Linked DNA regions of Capra hircus: region 2 is linked to region 1. Evidence: chromatin contacts called from public Hi-C data. All regions are on one chromosome and are shown on one strand. The core of a region is the stretch at or near the end of the contact, and the rest is flanking DNA. Distances in the headings are between cores, read along the strand shown.

Evidence for each region. Hi-C and Micro-C count contacts between places; a contact is called where the count stands out from the background.
Region 2: a contact with region 1 is called in a Hi-C map of blood, with 8 times the contacts expected there. The contact joins two enhancer-like sites. A contact is called at or near these places in 2 of 5 Hi-C or Micro-C datasets (both in blood).

The regions. Positions count from the first base shown.
Region 1 is chr18:47,422,721-47,426,813 of ARS1.2, forward strand. NFKBID (NF-kappa-B inhibitor delta) reads right to left here. Exons shown (of 12, transcript XM_013971186.2): 10 at 3,630-3,746; 11 at 3,171-3,335; 12 at 1,801-2,458. The coding sequence ends at 2,405. Among named protein-coding and RNA genes, the nearest start is that of NFKBID, 8.3 kb to the right of the region's middle. Within about 2 kb of position 1,656, at least 1 of the 5 cell types and tissues checked has an H3K27ac peak or open chromatin away from gene starts, as enhancers often do.
Region 2 is chr18:47,464,475-47,468,567 of ARS1.2, forward strand. No RefSeq gene overlaps it. Among named protein-coding and RNA genes, the nearest start is that of LRFN3, 6.3 kb to the right of the region's middle. Within about 2 kb of position 1,772, at least 4 of the 5 cell types and tissues checked have an H3K27ac peak or open chromatin away from gene starts, as enhancers often do.

The DNA of each region.
Region 1 (4,093 bases), core at 406-2,905:
CATTTTAATGGATATACTTAAGAATAATTAGTTTAAAAACACAGTTTTATTGAAATTCCAGCAGGAAAAATAACTTTACTATTGCTTATTTGATGCTCTTGTGTCCCTAAGCCACTCTTATTTTCCCATTGAAAGCAATTTAATTCTTCTTTTACTAAAGCAGTTTTCTTAGAGATATGTTGGGCTTCCCAGGTGGCTCAGTGGTAAAGAATCTGCCTGCCAATGCAGGAGACTCAAGAGAGGTGGGTTCAATCCTTGGGTCAGAAAGATTCCCTAGAGAAGAAAATGGCAACCCACTCCAGTATCCTTGCCTGGAAAATTCCATGGATGGAGGAACCTGGTGGGCCAGAGTCCATAGGGTCACAGAGTCGGACACAACAGAGCACACACACACACACATACAGACATGTTATCATTAGCGGTGTCTGTGTGTGAATGTGTGTTTTGAAACATGTTGGGATACATATATGTCAACAGAATCTAAGATACTATCAAAAATAAATATCATTATTTTGTGTACCACAAAGGAAAAATATGCTGACATTAAACTAGGTCACATAATTGACTGTCAGATGAATTCCTGTTAAGTTCTCCTTAGAATTGATGAAATATGACATATTTCTATGAATTTTTCATGGGTGAGCTGCCAGTATGTGAGTACACACAGAGGCGCTGACGTGCTGGTCCCAAGCAGCTGATCTAGGAGGCTTGCGCTGGCACCGCCAATGACCCCACCTCCGTCTTCTTGTCCTTGGGTAGTACCCTCCTCCCCACAGATTCTGGGCTTGGCCACATGACGGACTTTGAGCAGTGTGGTGTCTGCAAGCATGGTGTGAGCAGGGGCTTGTTCTCTTGGAGCTACCATGTGAAGGGATCCTCCTACCCTCCTGGAGGGACCAGAGAGATGCTTGGTTCACTCTCAGGGGTTTCAGCCATCTTGCCCGAACTCTGAGATATGAGTGCCATTGCCCAGCCCAAGCAGGCCTCCAGCTGACTGCAGCCACACGAGTGACCAAAGCAAGATAGCAGAACTGCCCAGCTCAGCCCAGCCCAGCCTGCAAAATCATGGCCATAAAAACCGGTGGTTGTTTTAAGCCTTAGGTCTTGGGGTAGAGACACTGGCCCGCACCCTCAAATGTGCTTGGTTTGCTGTCTGTGAGAGGCTCCAAGCAGTGGAGGCTAACGTGGGTCAGAGGGCTTTCTGGAGGGATGAGATTGGAATGGAGGCCAGAGCAGAGGCTGTGGGGCAGATATGAGAAGAGGCATTGTGGACCAGGCCTTCTGTCTTTAGTTAAGGTTTCTCCAGAAGCAGAGGCTGAGGCAAGGATTTGAGGACATGATTACCTGAAAGGGGTGGAAAATACTGGTGGGGGAAGCAGGAAGTGACACAGAAAAGGGAAAAAGCTGCCACAAAAGGGCATGTTAGCAAGCCAGAACCACTGAGTAGAGAACTGGAGGTTCATCCCATCAGGGAACTTTGAGAGCCCGTGTAGAACACATAGTCATCCCCACTGATGCGGTGGGCCTGGAGCATTTTCATACCACCTCCCTTCAGTCACTGGTTGAGGGCTACTGGAGTGGGAAGACGCAAAGCGGGCACCAGCGGTCTGAGAAGGCCCACAGGCAAAGACTAGCGTGCTGGCCCTGGCCGTCAGACCAAGCATTGAGCGGGGAGGGTGACAGGATGTGGACTTGGCCCCCCCACGGTGTCTGCTACAACAGCCCACCCAGACACACTCACCCAGACACAGCTCCTCAGTCGCTTCCCTGCACCAATGATGAGTGATTAGAGAGGAATAGTTCCAGTCCAGGTTGAGTTTAATCGGGAGTTTCAGAGAGGGGAGGGGATTCACTGGAAATACCGATGTCTGGGACAGGGGCCTGGTTGAGTGCTGACTTAAAAAGACCTAGGGGACCCTAACTTAGGAGAGTCCTTCCTGTCTCAGGGTTATGGACCTGAAGGGGTTGGGTCCCGGGGAGGTCACTGGTTCATCTTGGAGCTCTACTGGGATGGTACGAGAAGCTGTTTCGGGGGGTACTCCAAGTAACACGTAAGGGAGTTATATCTGGGGTTCCAGATGTAAAGAGCTGAGCTAGCAGAGGGGACCCCGAAAGATCCTGCTGGGGAAAGGGTGGGGCTATCTAGGATGTTTCACAGAAACAATCAAGGGGCCTCGATTTCACAGAAATCATCAAGGGGGCTCCTTGTGGGTGGGAGAGGGGTATCATACCGCCCCAAATATTGGGGACTGTTTACTCCCTAGCAGCCATTTTGGGGTTTTAATGTAAGACCCCAAAGGCTGGACATTGTCCACATAATCACGGATTTGCAACATTAGCATACGCTGGTTGTCCCACAGGACGGTGGGGACTGGAAAATCAGTCCAGGTTCTGGGTTTGCGTCCTAAGAGGACAGGCCTGGGGGTGCCACTCGGCTCCTCTTCAATAGCTGCCGGAGCTGTGGACAAAACAAGACGGGGAAGAAGTTTGAGAGGCTGCAGGGAGAGATGGGGCAGGCGCACCCTGTGAAGTTGGGGGTTAGAAAGAAGTGAGTCGAATCAGATGGATTTGAAGGTTAAATGCGTGGGAATGGGGGTGAAGCCTCGTGCACACAATGAATCAAGGCTCCTGAGCAAAGGTGTTGCTGGTTGGGAGTTCCCACCTTGTGATTAGCATTGAGGACTGGGAGTCCAAGGGGAGAAGCTAGGAGTCAGTCACATTTGAGGGTCAGAAGTCCCACTCTGAGGTCAGGACTAAAAGTCAGGGGGCTGGAGGTTATCCTGGGGATCAAAGGTCACACCTTAAGATCAAGATTCAGGGTTAAAAGTAGAGGTCATACTCTGAGGTCAGGGTTTAAATAGAGATCAGGTGGAGTCACCTTATCAGGCAGGGGAGCAGACACTGAGGTCCACGGTCACTTTTGTTTTCTGGCTGTGCTGCACGGCATGTGGGATCTTAGTTTCCAGACCAGGAATCAAACCCAAGCCCCTTGCAGCGGAAGTGGGAAGTCTTAACCACTGGACTGCCAGGGAAGTCTCTCAAGGTCACATTTTGAAGTTGGGGTTGGAGAAGGGTCAAGGTCACCTTCTGAGACCACAAGTCACCCTCTAAAGTCAGGAATGGATGGGGTCAGAGGTTCACCCTGCAGTAAGGGCTGGCTCAGCACTCACCCCCTCGGGGCCCGGCCCAGGCCGTAGCAGGTGGACAGGCTGCTCGTTCTCCAGGTTGCGCAGTGTTGGATCCGCTCCAGCTGCCAGCAGGCGCCGCACAATGGCCTCCTGGGCCGGCCCAGGGGGCAGGGCGGCTGCCATGTGGAGGGCGGTGTTCCCATGGGCCTGGAGACAGTGAGGGGAGGACCGCTAAGGATGCAGACTCAGCTGGCCAGGGCTCTCGACCTCACACTCTCTATATTGCCACGTTCACGTCCCACATGTCCCCTCTCACGTCCCAGAGCCCTGCTCCACACCACATTCCATACAGCCCTGTCTATGCCCAACACGTGCCTCGGGTCTAGGTCCACATCCTATACATCGTCCCCTCCACAGCCACAGCCCACAGGACCCCCAGCACCCAGCTGCCCATCTCTGCCACATCTCACCCAATCTGCACATTCCAGCCCAGGCCCCTACCTTCATGTTGACAAAGGCCCGCAGGTCTCCCTGTGGCAGTGCCAGTAGCAGCTGAACAAGGGTCGGGTTGGCAGCCTGCACAGCCAAGTGCAGAACAGTCTTGTTGCTCTTGATTTCCTGTGGAGAGGGAAACGGCAGAGGTCAGGCCAGTCCTCATACCCAGGCCTCCAGCCATGGAACCCAAGAGCCTTTAGAGACTCTGTGCCTCTTTTGCAAGCACCCATATGTGCATCGGAGAAGGCGATGGCACCCCACTCCAGTACTCTAGAAAATCCCATGGACAGAGGAGCCTGGAAGGCTGCAGTCCACGGGGTCACTAAGAGTCGGACACGACTGAGCGACTTCACTTTCACGCATTGGAGAAGGAAATGGCAACCCACTCCAGTGTTCCTGCCTGGAGAATCCCAGGGACAGCGGAGCCTGGTGGGCTGCCGTCTATGGGGCTGCACAGAGTCGGACACGAC
Region 2 (4,093 bases), core at 522-3,021, 42 kb after region 1:
CCTGCATCAGAGACACATAAGAGACATGGGTTCGAGCCCTAGGTCAAAAAGAGCCCCTGGAGGAGAGTATGGTAACCCACCCCAGTATTCTCGCCTGGAGAATCCCATGGGCAGAGGAACCTGGCGGGTCGCAAAGAGTTGAACACAACTGTAGTGACTTATTGTGTGTCCCGCATGCTCGCAGGCACAAGCTCTCAATAGCCACTTACTACAGGACCAGCGAGTTGAGGATGGAGGATTACTTCCTGAGTTTAGCAAGAAGGAAGAGCTTTAGCAATAGACCACATTTGTGAAACAGCCGGAGAGAGCTGGAAGGGAGAGCATGGACACACTTCCTGAAGTTTGGCCGTGCTTTTATAATGGATGGATTAGGGTGACAACACTCAGCCCCAACTGAATATTAACATCACACACAAAAAAGAAGCAACCGGGCATTATCACATGATAACTGATGGAAGAAGTGGAGTTGAGCTTGGTTGCTCAGTTATGTCCAACCCTTCGCAACCCAGTAGACTATAGCCTGCCAGGTTCTTCTGTCCATAAAATTATCTGGGCAAGAATACTGGAGTGGGTTGCCATTTCCTTCTCCATGGATCTTCCCAAACCAGGAATCGAACCCAGGTCTCCTGCATTGCAGGTGGATTCTTTACCATCTGAGCCACCAGGTAAGCCATGAAGTACACTTACCCCTAAATTGAATCTGAATCTGACCCAGCCTCTAGATTTACCAGTTTACACAGCACAGGTGGGACAGAACATATTAAAGGACACCAAGAAGCGCAACCTGCCAGATCAGACTGTGAAACAGATGAGAATAAGGGGGAACTGTCAGCAAATAAGCCTTAAAGAGGTGTCAACACAATGGAATACACTACCTTGTTTGGAGTCTGATTTGAACAAGCAAACAGAAGACATAAGATGATCAGGAAAATTTGGAGACGGGTTGGATATTAGATAATATTATGGAATTATTATTCATTTTCAGGTGTTATAAAAATATTGTTTTTAAAGAACCTTCTATTCTAGAGATACATACAGAAGTGTTTATGGATGAAATAATATGTCTGTGATTTGCTTTAAATGAATTCGCCTGGGGAGGGAAGCGGAAAAAATAAAACAAGATCATACGTTGATAATTACTGAAGAAAGGTGATGGGTAGCTGGAGGATCATTATACTTTTCTATTTTTGTGCTTGGTTGAGCATTACCATTAGGGGTCTGTGTGTTTTAAGGGGGTGTGCGCCTGTGAGGAAATGGTAAAAGAAAGGAAAGGATTTTATTTCTTCCTCTTAAGACTAGAGCGCCAAGAAAATACTAGGAACAGTGGAGATGCAGGAGAGCAGGAAGGCGGCGAGCAGGCTGCAGGGCACACAACGGGGGTGGGGGTGGAGCCAGGCGGTATTAAGCTCTTCCACGAGTCAGGACTACGTAGAAACCTGGGGTGCTGCAGTCCATGGGGTCGCAAAGAGTCGGACACGACTGAACAACAAGCCTCCACAGCTGCTTCAACTTCAGCTCCGGCGTCTGTGGCTATAGGGTCACCCGCTTCCTAATGCGCCCAGTAGGAGACACAGGCTGCCCGCGCCTGCGCAGCAATCCCTCCTCTAGGCGCCGGGCTGTCCCCACACCCCATGATGCCCCCGCGCCGGTCTAGAGGCTCGCTCTCTGAGGAGGGCGAGATCTCCGCCTACAGGTTTAAGCAAGGTGAGGCATAGTGTGTCGCATGGCCTTCTGGGAGATGCAGTTCGCATGCCAGGCCCAAGCTACCTCTTAATCAGCCCAAAGACTACGCGCCTCACAATGCACCGCGCGCAGCGGCTGGACGGTGTGTTGCTGCCCTCAAGTGGCGATTGAGCGGTGACGTCCAGACCTGGGAAGGGTGCTGAAAGGGATAGCGGCGGGGGCGGGACTGGGGACTCCCAGGTCCCTGGGAAGCCTTTCCAGAGGGTGAGGCCCTCAGACCTGGGCTTAGGAACGTGGTGAAGAGATTGGAGGTGGGGCCTGCTATGAAGAATTAAATGAAATCAGAATAACTGTTGCCTGTATATTATTAATGTTACAGCTACTACTTAAAAGAGTAAGCACTTAGGTGCCAGGCATTGCTCCCAGTGGTTTACTTGTATTAACTCGTTTAATCCTCCCAAAAGACATTTGGTGTTCTATCAGCCCCCTCTTTACAGGAATGGAATTTGAACCCGGACTGTCAGGCTTCAGAGTCTGTGCTCTTCTTCGCTATGAATTTGACACGCTCCGATCATTCTATTAAACTATCCCAAGGTTGTAATTAGCACACGAATCAACTCTAGATGGCCATTAGCAACGCAGACCTCTTTGAGCTGATGATTGTCAGCAGAAGTTCCTGCCTGTTTGTGATTTAGATCCTGCTCCAGGACAGAGTTTACAAATCAGCTTAGATTTATAATTAGCACATGAATCAGCCCAGGTTTGCTTTCACAGGGATAAGATTTCTGATTAGCACTTGAATCAGCAATGGTTTGCGTTAGAAGCTGGAATTACAGGTCTCTGATTAGCCCATGAGTCTGCACACAGAGATTCTATTCACACCTAGAAAGCCCTCCCCACCCCTTTTGATCCAGGTGACCTCCCCCCTGAAATGTTGCCCCCATCCTTTCCCTGAACCCTATCCCCTCTATCACCAACGGGCAGACAGACTTGATGATTTCCTTGCCCCTCCCTTCTCTCCCATGTTGTTCATAGTGAAATATCACAGCGACAAGCACAGGTTCAGAAATCATCTGTTCTCTTTCTGCCTGAGAAAGAGGAGATGCAATTCCAAAGCCTTAACTGTGTCTCATTCATGGGCATGTTCCCAGTATCGTCCTGGCACACAGTAACAGCTCAATAAATGCTTGGAGAAAGAGCATTAAACTCACCATTAAACTTTTGCAGTGATCTAAACATTTATCAAGTCAAGCCAGATTCTCTTCACTCTTAAAAGAGTCAAATTTGTGGTCACCCACCCCAAAAGCAGAGGACCAGGGTAGGTGGGTGGGAGGGTAGTCAGGGTGGGGCTGGGAACATCCTCTGGAGCAGGATTCGTTGTAGTGGATGGAAGAAGATTCCACAGCCCCCTGAAGTTGTGGATCTGGTTGTGGTTGATGTTGGGCCCATTAAATCCATACTCTGTATAACTGTGACTGGGTGGGGGAGGAGCTATCCAGCCTGGAAATATGTTCCCAGCCCCATTGCATCTCTCCAATAAAATATGGGCAAGAGGGAAGTTTGTGGAAGGTCATTTCTGGACCAAGGTTTTTAAAGAAACTCACCACCTTCTCCACCCTGTCTCCTCCCATTTACCAGGTGCGTGCATGCATGCTAAGTCACTTCAGTGCTGTCCAACTCTTTGAGACCCCATGGACTATAGCCACCTGGCTCCTCTGTTCCAGGCAAGAATACTAGAATGGGTTGCCATTTCTTTCTCCAGAGGATCTTCCTGACCCAAGGATGGAACCCACGTCTTCTGCATTGGCAGGCGGGTTCTTTACCACTAGTGCCACCTGGTGAAAGCAGATAATTCTGAGCCCCAGGAAATAACAGAGGTGCAAGATAAACAACTGGTTTGCTTATCAGCAGATGAAGGCTGGAGGAGAAGGGGATGAGAGAGGATGAGGTGGTTGGATGGCATCACCGACTCAATGGACAAGAGTCTGAGTAAACTCCGGGAGTTGGTGATGGACAGGGTGGCCTGGCGTGCTGCAGTCCATGGGGTCACAAATAGTCAGACACGACTGAGCAACTGAACAAACTAACTGACTGGAGGATAGCTGGCTACCTGTGGCAAGACACCTCTGGCAAGAAATAAGCTATTGTATGAAGTCACTGAAATTCAGGGGGTTATTTGTTACAGCAGTTGGCATTACATTCACTAATACACTGCCCCTTCCTTTCTGGTCCCCAGATATCAATAAAGCTTGAGCCCTCCTGTCATTCTGTAAACTGAGTCTCAAATCCCTAACTGTGGTTTTCAGGATTTCACAGAACAGGTCTCTACAATGGCCCTGAGTCTCTACGTTTGCTGGTTAAAACTTTTCAACATATTTCCCTCGATTCTTGGCACAAATGTAAATTTTCC